2 separate regions of the Oryzias latipes genome follow, and region 2 is linked to region 1. A link is a contact called in public Hi-C data. All regions are on one chromosome and are shown on one strand. The core of a region is the stretch at or near the end of the contact, and the rest is flanking DNA. Distances in the headings are between cores, read along the strand shown.

The links. A called contact is a pair of places that touch in the nucleus more often than the background predicts.
Region 2: a contact with region 1 is called in a Hi-C map of embryo, with 2.3 times the contacts expected there. The contact joins the promoter of dnajc17 here to the promoter of crim1 in region 1. A contact is called at or near these places in 2 of 5 Hi-C or Micro-C datasets (embryo and fibroblasts).

The regions. Positions count from the first base shown.
Region 1 is chr22:14,428,602-14,436,096 of ASM223467v1, reverse strand. crim1 (cysteine-rich motor neuron 1 protein) reads left to right here and starts at 3,068. Exons shown (of 15, transcript XM_023951833.1): 1 at 3,068-3,668; 2 at 6,818-6,979; 3 at 7,214-7,387. The coding sequence starts at 3,371.
Region 2 is chr22:14,620,954-14,628,448 of ASM223467v1, reverse strand. dnajc17 (dnaJ homolog subfamily C member 17) reads left to right here and starts at 2,834. Exons shown (of 11, transcript XM_004082352.4): 1 at 2,834-3,058. The coding sequence starts at 2,837.

The sequences.
Region 1 (7,495 bases), core at 1,819-4,318:
GCCACAAAAGCATAAATACAGTGTGTTCTAAACAGAGACTTTGCAGCTCTTGCTGGGTTTTGGTCAGTAAAAAAAATGGACCAAATAGCTCTTTAAGCGATAAATAATAAAAATGATGGATTCGATATATCAGCGCTTTTCCAGACACTCAAAGCACTTACAATGTGTCCATTATTCATTCACTCCTCATTCATACTTGGTGATGGTAGAGGCGTGGCTGCCAGTTCGCACCTGCAGTCCCTCTGACCATCACCATTTTATTCGCATTCACACACCAATAGAGCCACACTGGAGGCAAGGTGGGTGAAGTGTCTTGCCCAAGGACACAACAACAGTTAACTGGGGGGAGCGGAGATTGAACCGATCATTGGACGACCTGCTCATCTTCCTGAGCCACTACCGTCCCCCCAAAGGTGGAGTCGACCTTCTAAGTTGTTAACTATTTATAATTTTGGAGGGACTGGCAATTGACAAGAGATCTTCTCATAATAAATCATTGAACCCTTGACAAAGACTATAAAACTTCAACAAGGAAAATTTTAAATAGTTTTTTTAATGGTTGAGATAAATGTCTCTGCCTGATTTCATGGTAATTCCGTCAAACTGAGCCTTTTCCACACAAAGATGACAAAGCGAACCTCCACCATGGTGCAACAGGGACGCATCCCCCCTAAAACACATCTGGCAAATCACACGTTTCATAGTAAATTACAAAGCTTTGACACAGAAACCTGCAGGATCGCCTGATGTTGACATGCTTCATTTTCTGTGGGGAAACGAGAGATGATGTGCCACTCGCGTAATTTATGTCCACTTCACACAATAGGGCGCCTTTCAAAGACTACAAAGCTAAAGGTGCATGTCGAACCCTCTACCCTGTGTGACCTCACGGGGGGCCTTCTGAGTTCAAAAACCAGTGTTTAAGACGGGAGGGTTGAGCACCTCAGGGATGTCACACTGTTGCTGTGAACATTGCAGGACATACAATATGACCACAGGTGACCAGAGAAAGGAAATTAATATGGTCTCCCAAAAAAGTGTAATTTAAAAAAACACAACCAGACCCTTAAAATGAGAAAAGAATTGCAAAAGTAAAATTGACAGTAAAAATGTTTTCTCTTAAATCAGATCTGAAAGGTTTTTTGGGAAATGGTTCAAGCAAATTAGGAGTTCTGATTCCCCTTATTTGCAGTAATACACATGTTACCCTCTTTGTGGATTATGTATTTCTAACTCAGAAGTTTAAATCACACAACTACATGAAATCTTCTCATTAGGAGCTCATTTTTGAAAGGTTTTTGTTTGGAAATAGTTCACTGTCAATTTTCTTTTCTCCTCTTTTCACCGCACTTATAAAAAACAGATGATCTCATCTGCTTTGAGTTTGAAACAGGCCGTTCATTTGTGTATGTCTTGCTTTGCCTGTGCTCCATAATTCTTGTTTTGTGGCTGTCAGATAGCTTTGAAATTCTTTTAAACTGTCACTTTGCATTCCTTCTATGTCCTTCACTGCTGACCCCCTTAGCCCCACCCACTGCTCTGATTCAGAAAAGCAAAGTTCGGCGTATCACCATGTGCTCCTGCAGAGATAAGCTCAACAAGAGAGGTGGACTGAAGGAAAAAGCCCTGGCGCACTTTTGAATCAGGTGTGCTGCACGCCCACTCTCTTGGCGTGCATTCGACACTTCATGTCACACTCTACGTTCAGTCCGGTATCACCTTCAGCTTTCGGAAACACATCCTCACCAGCAGCCGGATGTGTCTGCAACTTATAACTGGTGAGAGGCGGCGGGAGGTTGGAGCCAAGAGAGAGGTCATGTAATCTGCTGGACAGATCCCACACCCTCAGCTCTCATCACGTGCACAGAAGCCATTACCTCACCTCAATGTGCAACGAGTCAATCATCACATGATCTCTCCATGGCAAGAGAAAGGAAAGCTGATGAATGGAACTTTCTCATAGACCTGTGACTCTAAACTAGCATACACATACCACACTTGCTTGGACCATGAAGCTTTTCCCTTCAGTTGTTTGAAAACAAATGAGGAGCAAAGATAGAGAACAAAAACTGAGTTTGGTCCAGAAATTTTCCCTAATCAGAATTTTTCATTATCAATCTAACTTATGTAAGTTGTGGATTAAAAATGTGACACAACTACGTTTCTTTAAATCAAAAATTAGTTCAAGTGGTCAAATAAAAAAAACTGGTGCCCACATTGGCTGATCTCCTGATGTTCTCCAAAAGCAGAAACCAGCAAATCTCATCCCTTTTACTGCTGTCTATGGAAACCTCTCCATACCAGACGCCGCTTGGGATCGTTTTCCATTCTTAGTCGGCCTGCAACAACACTTCCTTCATTTGCAACATCTGCCTGGAGCGGCTCGCTCCAAAACAAACACAACATCCAGGAAACCAGCTTCTTCGCATGCATAATTAGTGCTTGCAACACAAATCAGCTTTTGTCCACTGCCCCCAAGCCGCTTGCTCTGCATCCCTAGCTTAAAGCTCTGGTCAGCTGGGTTGACCTGCTGACCAAAGACCTGACACCTATATGCTCCTGGGTGCAAGTAAGAGGTTCGGAAGGGGGGTTCAGGTATGTTGGGGTTGCCAGAGGCAGTAACTGTGACAATCAGCTTCCAGCTGTGCCCACACACATTTAGGCCGCCCATTTGTCAGTGTAAGCACCGCTTCAACAAACAAGACACGACCTTTACGTACTCACAGCCATCTGGATAAACAGGAGGACACCCCAGACACATGTAAGCACACTCATCCAGAAACAGAAGGGTAGAGCAAAGGAACCAGGGATGGAGGGGGCACAAAACTTTTAAAATGAGGGAATTAAAATGAAGAAATAACATCAGCAATCCTTACACACAAAGCATAATAGAAGACTTACAAATCTGACAGCCAAAGTTACATCATTTCTCACAAGGGGGGAAAGTTGTGCGTGTAAATCTGCCCAAATCCTCCCTCCTTTCTTTGGCTGTGACTGGTCGGTGGCGCTGTCAGTCAGGGGGAGGGGTACTCCGCTAATTTGAGTATGCCTGGATGTCAGTTGAAGGCTCAGAGTGCGTTTTTGCTTGTGGCTGACAGTAGCAGCAGCTGACTTCCGCAGCCTCGGCGTTGGATTTCCACATGAACGTGAGCGCAGGAGGCGCACAGGACGCGCGTTTCGGGGCACACTCGGGACACATCCACGCGCTTGAGTAAGCTGCTGGGAGACAAAAAGCACACCCCCTGTGGGGGTAAAGACTTGACATAAACTTTACTGAAGAGTTGGAAGCTTAAAGACTCGTTACTCGTGCGGAATCGGAGTGTTGTTTTTTTTTCTCTATTTTAATTGTTTCTCTGGAAAACATTGGAAAATGTTTAACAAATTCTCAACTGTGTTGTTGAATGCGCTCTTTCTTGTGCGGGCGCTCTCGGCTCACGAGTGCACGCTCTGTAACCTCCGGACCTGTCCCATTAAACCCCCGCATGGCTGCGAGGGTGGCCGGAGCGTGGCTAAGGATCCATGCGGATGCTGTGATCAGTGCGCGCGGCTGGAGTGGGAGCCGTGCGGCGGTCCGGACTGGACGCTCGGTTACTGCGCTCTGGGTCTGACCTGCGCCTCTCTTAACGGCACGCGAGCCGCCACCATACCTGAGACTGGAGTTTGTAAAGGTGAGCAGAAGTTTTTCATTTTTTTATGCACCACGTCTGTGTAGTCTCCAGTTTGGCAGCCTTCTGGACAATCTTAGAACGCAGCAGCAGGGGGTTGTGCTTGGTGTTCACCTCGTCTCTGCTCCCCCGGAGCTCCAGGTCTGAGGACTCTTGACTGCCAGCAGCAGTGGAGTCATGTTAGCTTTCTTCTCCTCAAAGCCTCATTCACTCAGAAGTACAACGGTATATCTGGAAGCAGTGATTTTGGCATAAGGTCTTAGCTCTCCCAATGGCAGGTCTTGTTCTTTTTGCTTTAAAACAATGTAGTTGAGATAAGGTGGAGCAAAAAGGCTTCAGTGAATATAGGGAGAAACCCTTTTCATCACCATAACCCGGCTGTTTTCTGTTTCAAACTGAGCTTAACCACAACTTGAACAGTTCTCTCATCTTCAAAGGGTTGAGTTGGGTTTCCATTTGAATAAAATTGGTCAAACCAGGCTTTACTTGGGCCCCTTCTAAGCAAGCCACCTGCCCTCTGTCTGCCTTCTTTCTAGATGATTGAAAATGACTGACACAGCTCTAGTCAAAAGTGAGCAGCTCTCAGTGAGTGTCTGGACCTCTTGAACTCCCCATGCTCCATTGGTGTGGTCCAAGTTTGGGGTTTACAAGGCCTATCGGGGTACCCCCGATGTTCCCAAAACATGCCAGTCCTAGTTATACCTCACAGGCACTTGCATCTGGAGGACAGCTTTACAAGGTAAAAGTGTCAGAATTTGCGGGAGACTGCATGATTTGCCCGTCTGGGTAATAGTGCTGGTCTCACTGTTGACCCTTTAAATCACACAAATGCACACAGCCTCATTATCTCAGAGGGTCTGGTGGGGGGGATCAACGAGTCCCGTGTGCGTAAACTGGAGGCTGATCCCAGATTTCCCACCTCAGGTTGCAAAAGGTCTTAAAGTGATTAGGCCTGCAATCAAGAGTTGGAGGTAAATGTTTCCGTTTTTCCATCCTCTGCTTTCTGCTTGCATTGTGATTGACTGGGGGGTAAAACTCTACTAGTGCAGAAACTGCAGAGCTTTGGTGACATGAAGATTTTATGGATGGGGCACCTGTAGACTCTAGGTTATTTTTTAGTCTTCTGGGAACCTGACCACATTGCTTGCTTTGATAAATTGTTCTGACGAAAAAGTCTTTATCTGAAAACTGAAATTTACTCGTATTTTTTATTATCTTGTTATTTCTGGAGGTTATGATTATGTTTGTTTACCATATTTGCTGCCAAGATATGTCTATTCTTGAAAGTACTACAGCCGAAAATAGTTTACTATAGTTTCAAGAAATAGTGTCAGCCCACCAAAATCATGAATAAAGTACTGAGATATGTTTTTTTTCTGACATTGAACTACCTAAATCAGACAAAAACAAGGACGATATGATGCTATAACATCATGTGTGCACAACCCCCTTTATCTAACCAAAATCTACCTCCAAAATGGTCTGTTTTGAGCTCCAACAGCTTCTCTGACTCAAGCCAAGTTTCTCTGCACACCTAACACAGTGTGATGTCCACATCAACCGCACTCGTTCATATGTCTTCTACAGCTCCTTTTCTCTGCTACTATCTAATTATTCATAGCCTTAATTTTAAGCCCACTATCAGTCTCAGGGGCTCTAGAGGTCAGCTGTCCCATCCTGACTATGGATGCTTGGAGTCTTGAGTGGCTCACAGAGTGGCCTCTTCCTGCCATGAAACTTTTTTGGATATGGTTATTCCATACAGATAATCAAGATAAGCTGTAACAGACCGGTTTATTTACAAGTCAACTTTCAGTTTCCGCATAATTGTTGACAGTTGCATACATTTCCATGCCACAATGAGTGACCTTTATGCTGCCACCATCTCAGGTGAAGAGATCTTGGCAGACACAGGAAAGCCACAGGATGGGAAAACATTTGGATGTGAGGATCCTTTCAAATCACAAAGTTTCGGTTGGGTTTTCTGAAGAGGCTGTTTGTGCTTTTGCCACTTCACTGGCCGTCTGGGAGAGCTATTAAAAGCGCCAACTGGCTCAGGTTGAAGGTAATGTTCTCTTCACCGCTTCTAGTTTACCAGTTTACCGTAGTGCAGGGACTGTCAGCAAAATCTGCTCTGAACATTTACTGGAAGCCTTTTTTTCCTTTTTCTTCCAGTCAAATTGATTTGCTTCAGCAAATCTTTTCATCACGAGCTGTTCTCTTGGTAAAACGTCTGTTTTGGATTAAGAAGCTCTACACATGTGTCGTATTATTGTCTTCTCGTCTGTATCTGAAAACAACAACCACAAAGTGTTTTTTCTTCCCACTCACTTTGATTCATCCGGTTATTGTTTGTTCATCTGATGGGGACTTTGGGCTCGCTGGCTTTCACTCAGGTAGGATCTCAACAGTAGCTGAGTGGATAAAGAGGTCATGTTTATGCTGGATGGGTAAACCTTTGACAGCTTTTCCTCCCATGCATTGTTCTGCTGTGTTGCTGTTTGGAGAAGAAAGCCAGAATATTTTGATAAGCTGCAGTCACTCTTCCATGCACTAGGCTAAAAGCTTGGGAGCCAAACTCCTGCAAAAGAGGGTACTTTGTGTTACAGTTTGTCCCATCCTGTTTATTCTGCTGCCACTCTTGGTGCCCTTGGATAATAAAGAAGGGTATTTTGGGGGTTATATATGTGTGCTTAGTCATGCATGAATGGAACTCTAAGGCTAATGTGTATATTGTGGGGGTTGATTCCAGGATATTGGACAGCTTGCATTCCTCCCCGTCTTTAAGTTTTGCCCAAGTGGGGCCTGTCCATGTGATCCCATCTTGGGTAAAGCTCATTAGAAGGAGCAACAATACATGACGTAAAGGTTGTAGCTGTAGCCAGCTAAAGGAGGGACCCCGAGAGGGCCCCATGTTGTGAAACAAATGCAAACAAATGGTCTCAGTGGTTGTAGTAGTGTGACACAAGACAGAGAGAGGAGGGGTCTCCATCCTTTGGTCTCCTTAGTGTTGGTTGTGAAAGAACATGTTGTAACAGTGCCTGTAAGCTGCCTTATCCATCAGCAGTTTTTTATAGTCTTGGATACACGTTTACGCAACCGCAGCTCCATTTAAAATAAAGAATTCTCTTTTGTCTTTGCTCTCTGAACAGTTCTTCCACAGCATCCAGATGCAGGTCTCGAGGATGAGCGCTGCCCCCTGATAACAGGCTGCGACAAAGCTGGAAATCAGTGCTTATGCGATGCCCGCCACTCCTGCTTGAGCTCCTTTACATACCCAGACCAAGAAGCTTGCATGAAATCCATCAAGTCAGGTGAGCTTCCTCCTTCCACGAGAGCAGAACCAAAGTGGAGATCAGAAACTGAAAGGATAATGTTGTCCTTGGAGAAAAACTAATCCACAACAGATGGGAAAAAGACTCATACTACTTACATATCATAGTGATGACATGTAAGCTTAGCCTTTGTGTGGTGGTTCAACACTCACCCCTGAGTGCTGCCATTGTGTCTGACTCATGACTGCGGTTTGTGTTTCCGCTGGTTTTCAGATGGTCGGAGGCACGAGCACCGGGAGAGACACAGGGAAAAGTACGTGGGACCTTCCAACCCGGCGTGCATGTTCTCTGGGTGTAACCTGACCGCTGAGGGCTGCGTGTGCGAGTCTCAGAGCTGCCACCACCACTTTGCCTACATCAACCGAAGCCAATGCCAGGAAGCAGCAGGTAATCTCCAGATGGCTCCAGACTGACGCCTGCTCTCTCAAGTCTTTTTCAAATAGATCCCATCAGGGAAAACCTGCTTTTAGAATTCACAATGTAATAATTTTGCAA
Region 2 (7,495 bases), core at 1,585-4,084, 190 kb before region 1:
AAGCATCCAATTCCGATCCTGCTGCTTGTTTTGTTGTGTAACTTGCAGCTTCTGGTGATGCTGAGAGCAGCCAGCGGTTGGGCCCTCTTCCCACACTCCCCATCCCATCAGCTGATCTGAAACAGAAAGTAGCAACTGAAGAAAAACAGTATGGTTTGCAAATTCTGTCAGGAATCTGAAAAGAAAAAAAATAAAATAAAACACTGATGTACTACTGTATAGTAAAATAGGTAATGATGCCAGCGTGGAAAATGAAAAAGAATTGAGAAAAAAATGATCCTACTATCTCAAATTGGTCCATAATATGAAGAAATTAGAACAAAAATAAGATAAAAAGGGATGGTATCTGCAAGGAAAACAATGCCTCTGGCTTTTGTTTGTGCTGCCGCATTGCACTAATTGTCATAGTGTTTGTGACTTGGGGCTGTATAACTTGCTAAACTTTCCCTGCCACAAAGAAAAACAGCAGATTGCTGTGCTGCTTCAAACGGTCGAGTCACAGCATGATCTCTTAAGGATGCATTATTCAACATGAAGACAATGGCGCTTCTGTCGGGGAGACAGCAGAGAATGCAAACGCAGACTAAAAACAGAAAGAAAGCAAAACGCATCTCTGTGTTATCCGATTGCAGAGGCATAATAAATGAGACTGCCATCTCTGAACAAAAGCTTTTGAGCATTGGAGATGGAGCACTTGTTGAGCTAGTTTGGGAGGGTCAGGCAACACACTGGCTGCAGTTAAACAAACAGAAAGTGATCTTTAATTAAAGTCAACATCATTGGGATGGTTCCTATTATATGTATGGACAGCATGTGGAATTTAACCACCAGGGTTAATTCCATATCCTCTGTTATTAGAACATTTTTTTCCATCATAATCCAGGATTGATGCAACCTTCATGACATGCAACGTTGCTTTCTTTTTAGAGAAATGTGTTTCCTTTTGAATTCCAAAAGAAAAAAAAACGACAATGGAAGTTTCAGTTTGTGGTTTATAGTTCCTCTGTTTTCACACATTATGGCCTTTTCCTGGTGCTGAAATTTGAGAAACCCCAAGGCTTGCAGGAAGGGCTGCAGCAGTTGATTAAGTAAGTGAAAATAATCATAAAATAAACAGACATTCTAAAGTAAAAACAGAGTCATCGTTTCATGGAAATATGATAGAAAGCATTTTAATCATGAACAAAAATGTTTGTTTTACTCTACCTCAGATGTTTATATGTTTTTCTGTCATCTGTCATGTTTTTTTTAAGTAAGAGCATGATTAATTTTTTTTTCTAGAAAAATCCTATTATTTTGTCCATGCATAATTTCTATTCCCTTTAACTGGAGTCTTTCTGAAGAATTTATTTTGACAAACTGACTCAGACAGGATGGCCAGAACTGTAATTGAATTGCAATCTTCCTACAAATAAAACTAAAACCAACCAACCTCTTTTCTCAGAAAGTATAAGGAAAATTATACCCCGACAGACGTATTATTTTAATCGGTACAAGTTTGAAATCTTTAAAAAAATAATAACAAATGTTTCTTAGACAGGACATTTTAGCAAGTGTAGTCTGTAGAATCTTTATTTTGTTACAACCCTTGCCTCATAACAAAAGGGTCCCATTGTTGTTGCATGATCTTACTCACATGTTGGGCGTTTGTTATCTCTGAAGCTAAGATGATGTGATCAAAATGACCCCAAAACAAACAAAAGAAAGATTAGAAAATATGTGGCAGTCTTTTTCAGACTGCATGTGCACATAGTAGCAAAATGGTCTGTTGTAGGTTCAGGACCTTCCTAGTGTCTTCCAACATGCCCAGAAAATCCCACAATTACAAGTTTAAACTTTAAGCTTCCAATTTTTACATTTTCTATATAGAGTTTTAGAAAATTGACTACCGGTACATAAAACACACTAACCTGTTCAGAAAGTTGTTTACCCACTCAGGAGAAGTGCCTTGCTTACCCCTCCCATGAACCAACAACAAACACACCAAAAGCCCTGAAATAAAATGTTTATTTTTTGCTTTTTAGTCATGTTTTACCATCTACACGATTTCTCGCCTGTTTCAAGCACATTTTATTAATTAATTTTAATTATTGTGCAAAATGAAAGATGAAGATAATTCACCTGCTGATGATAAGATTATAACTAATGCACGATTTGAAAACTGGATTGTTATGGATAAATATGACTGTCAGCAAATAGAATTAGATTAAACAATCAAAATAAGAAACCACATATAAAAATAGTAAAAAATAAACAACTGACAAAAAGTTACCCTTAGGTCTGGCTCTTTTGCTTTGATCTGGGGGGTCCTGTGGCTATTCTGTGAATGTGGACATTTCCCTAAAAACATCGTTTCCACACTTCAATACAAAACCCAGGCTTCTACATGGCTTCATTTTATTACTCTTTTTATCATGCAGTGTGTCTGTCTACGTGTGTATTTGTGGGTGGGTGGTTTGGGTGGCGGGGGGCTCGGCATTGTGTGCGTTTTAAACAAAACATTTGTTTGTCCTGTTCTTTTGTTTTTAAATTTGATTATGTTTTTCTGTGACGCGTTTTGAGTGACCTGAGTTGTAAAAGTGCCATACAAATAAAGTTTTATTTGATTTGATATACATATGTATTTTTCATTTGATAAGAATAAATATGCAAAATGAGCATTATATGTTCCAATAAATTAAAAACTAATTAAAATCCGTAGGTGTACAGTATGTATGCATGTGTTTTTTTTTTATAAATGTGGAGTAAAAGTGTTTAAAAGTACCTTATGAATTAATATATGGACTACATTTCGTAGGGCACAAAGAACATCCGGGTCGTTATTAACGTCATATTCATGCGACCCGAGTCATTCCGGTATCATGAAACAACTACCACAACAAATAGCCTAAATAAATTAGACAAACCCTTACAATTATTTTTAACTTTAAATATTATTGTATATATTTTTTGTCTTTTCACTTGTCATTTGGAAAAGATGTCTGGAAAGGCCAAGGATATCCTACAGATGGATCTGTATGGCTTACTCGGTATTAAGAGTTCTGCCACAACCAAAGAGGTACGCTAAGTATTTGTTTAATAAATAAGAAGTTGGATTCTTTAATGAAAAAAAAATAGTGGCCGGTTTTAACCGAGTAGTTGATTTAAGCACAAAAGATTACTAAGTTAAAGAAAAAAACGGTTTTGATGAGGAAGGTAACTGTGCTGTAGATGCATGCTAAAAAAATGATTTTAACGCAGTGTTTGTGTGTGAAATAAAGCTCGAGGTGAAAACTTTTGAATTAGTTAAGGTTTAACGATGTCAAACTAAAACAATGTTATATATTGCTCAATACTATCTTGATAAAAACCCCCATTTAAAAGCAGACAACCTGGTGCAAGACCGGCTAACTGCTAACTCACAGTGACTGCAGTTAACAGTAGACACCACTAGGTGGTGGTGTTACACCAATTTACTCTAATGTTTTTCTGTAAGAGCATGGTAATTATGATCTCAAGAACCATCACGTGTGAAACCTATCGAGAAACTTTTGTACATACATGTGCAACATAATTATTCATGAAAAACATTTCCATCATCCATTTTTGCATAAATATAATTTTTTTAAATGTTAAACATATATATTTTTTGTAAAACCCAATCCCCTTTCATCTACTAGTTCCTCTCTTAGTCAGAAGTGGTTCACCATAGTCTTTTTCCTATGACCACCGCTGCCTTTACAATCCTCTTGTCTAAGGGGAATACGCATTAGCTGCCAAAATGAGGGAAGAAGTTAATTTTCGTAACTGGATTTCAAAGTGCTCAACTCCCCAGAGGATTAATGTGGAGGGAAGTTAAGGGTTGTGGTTTGTGCAGAATTGAGGCTCCAAAACGGAGAGTGCTGGTTCTCTGTGAGGTCGGCTGATGATTGGGAGAGATAGTGGACTTCTGTGCAGATTGGAGCTCCAAAATCAGTCAAATGTGGGCATACGCATATCATGGCATTTGTTTGGCCCACTGCCCTCTCCCCACTTTTGTACACGTTGTTTATTGCAGCTCGCATGGAAGAGGCCGATCTCAAAGGTGTTTATGCAGGCTGAGCTTGTGAGGAACTTTCTATGACTTTCCCATATTCCCTTGTGGTTCTCTAACCTTGTCTTCCTGTTATCACCACTGTTGACCATCCCTTGCGTGTGGCTCGTTGAGACGTGTCGGAGAAACATGCATGTCAGAGCTTATGATTTAATGACTGTAGATGACCGGGGTTTGCTTTATGGTGCTGCTAAAGCAGGCTTTTGCTCGGGTCTAGCCACCGGAGTTGAACCTACCACAGATTGCTTTGGTGAAACAATGTCAGCAGCCAGGACCACACAATGTTCTCGCGGTTATTCAGCTACTCAAATTTTATTCAACCAAATTACCTAAGGCTTTGCAGTTTGCAGCAGCAACATGCCTGCATGGTTTACCTCCAGACAGAGCATTTTGAGCTCAACTGTTGGCCACATCTTTGCAGGGATTTGATTCTTAAGTCTTTATAACTGTGATTAAGGTTAATTAGTTTGTAAAGAATACCATTACAGAACAAGGATTGACTCAACAAAACTGTGGAAAAAGCTCTCACATGTCTGAATGACACGCTGACAGATCATTGGAAGGCTTCATAGTTTCATAGACATGGAAAGACATTTTTTTATAGTTTATTTACATCTCCAGGTTATTGAAAACAAAAAATATGGTTATTGGAAGGAAGAATACAAAAATGAGCTAATGTAAAAGCAAATTTGCTATGATTTTAACCAAATTAAATCAAAAATGGGGTGAGGATACATACTGCCATGGGGTGACAGACAAACCATATTCTTTAAATTCATTATAACATTTAGATATTTTAGATAATTATTCAGAATAAAATGAGTACAAATTAAAACCCAAAAATGATGATGTTTAATATTTAATAAGTTAAAAAATGTGTGTCTACTTTGAATTCGGCAGATATAAAGGACCCAAAGAGCTGGGACCATATTAATAGAGGTTCCTATGGTAACACACTACGTCATCATAAATTCAAATACTGCTTAAGCCAACATGTGTTCAGGCCTGTTTAAAGCTCTCCAGAGACCACCTGCATGATCCAGAGGAGGATGTCATGAGGTCAGAAAAGACCAGAATGGAACTCACCGTGTTTTGAGGGGAAAGAATGCTGAGTGGCATCCCCAAAACACCCACTGTAAAGCATGGGGGTGGAAACATAATGATTTGGGGCAGTTTTTTCTGTAAAGAGAACTATTAAAGAAAGGATGAACGAGGCCATGCACAGTGAGGTTTTGGTGAAAAACCTCCTTCCGTCAGTGAGTGTTGAGGATGAAACGTGGCTGGATCTTCTCTCATCACAATGATCCCAAACACATCGCCTATGCTAAGTAAAAAGGAATTCAAGCTTTTATGGATTTTTTTTAGTCTCTGGACCTCTATTCAACAGAGAATCTGAGGTGGAGAGTTGAAAGTCTGTGTTCTTACACCAGTATCAACAGTTTTACACTGCACTGTGGCAAAAGACAAAGTTAGGTTTTGAAGAAACATTTCCATCCATATCATATTTCTTCCCGAGGAAATTGTCTCATATAACTAACCTGACTTATATAGTAAAGACCTTTATAAAAAAAAAAAAAAACGTGGTGCATCATTAAATGAAAAACCGAGCAGCTCAAATCTTTTATCAGCCGAGTGCATCATAGTCTTCCTCGCCTGAGCTTGTACAGGTCTGGCATATCAGACCTGTTTGGAATTTACCAGGAACTGCAAAAAATTAAATCCAAATATGTTCACAATTTAAAAATATTCAAAAAGATAGTTGTATTATTTGATGTTTTCATGTTACAGTTTTTTCAAATTACATTTTGTACTAATCTTTTGTTATGTAACTTTACTTTGAAGTCCTGTTTTAAAAAAAAGGTATTTATTTACAATAAATCTAAAATATGTATATTAATAGTTGGATTTTCCAAACATTTGACTGGTAATGTATAAAATGCATCTCTATAAATTTATAAATAAATAAATAAAGATCTCAGACCTTTTCTTTTTTTGTTTAATGCTAAGCAGCATTACACTGTGTAGAAATCTGAATTTGTCTGCGTGACCTCAGCAGTGTCACAGCCGGATGTGTCACATGTAATAAAAAAGTCATCTGAAGCCTCAGGACTTTAAAGTGACAGCAGGGGATTTGTTTGTGTTGCTTTGTCTCCCAGAGAGCTTCAGGTTTTAAAGAAACCTCCTCATGTCTGATCTTTTTTCCCCCCTCATGAATATATTACAATTATTTGACATAATCCAGACTTCCCTCCAACAGTAATTGGTTACATAACCGAGGCAATTTGGTTGGATTTAATGTTGTTTGTCTTTTAGGTGCTAGGAAACAAAGCAGGGTCTTTTATTTTAGTTTGTCGTTTCACCGCCTCTTTCCCTGATGTGATCAGTGATGTTGGTCCTTTTTTATTATAATTATTATGGCATTTCTGCAGGGGACAGACAAATCTAAACTGCTTAGTTGACTGGATGTGTTTGCTGTGGAAATGTGTGCAGTGTTAGAGGTTTAGAATGGTGGATGCAATTATTGCAATGGCTATTCCTGCAACAACAAAAGACAGCAACAAAAACAGTTACAACCATATTGCAGGACTCTTTTCACATTAATTTTTTTCCCCTGATCCTCATATATACACAGAGGGGTTGCATAGAAACTGTCCCCAAATAACTTTTTAAAACAAATGAAGTTTGGTGTTAAATGTAGACCAACCAGGGGCGGCGATAGTAAAAGACAGAAGGGGTGTTTTTAAGGCCGGGACATATGCTTTTCATCCTCATGTCAAACACATCTCACCATAATAATGTTCCCTGTCTTTCAGCCTCTAAAGAAAACAAAACGGCTGATTTCTCATTGAAAAGATGATAGAAATAAAAAGACACAAAGCATCAAATCCCGTTACTGTAGGTATGTAATCATGCAGAGGTTTAGTGCCTATGCAGTGGACAGTGGTCTCATGTGTCTTAGAGACTTTGCTGAGTTGTTCTGTAAAAAGCGGCACCCTGAGGGATTCCCATCATCGTACTTGTGTGCCGTGAAAATATATACATGTGCTTTGGCTTGCATTGGAAAGTGAAATTTGTGCTTAAGGACTTTCTGGGAAATGCTGCGTATGCCAGAAGACAAATGTAAATGTTTCCCAGACATGAAGGAAGGCGCTCTCACTTTTTTGTGGCCTGTGGCGTGCTGGCAAGAGATTGATTTACGCGAAGGCAGGATACGTGAAAACACACAGAACATTTGAAAGTCTGATTGGGGGAGAGTCTATGTCTGTGTGTGTGTTTGGATTTAGCTTAAATATCTGATGTGTATCATGCAATCTCCAATGCATCTGAATATATATCAGAATCAGAAATACTTTATTGATCCCACACGTGGGAAATTTGTTCGTTACCATAACAACTGACAGGGAAAAAAAGACTAAGAATAAT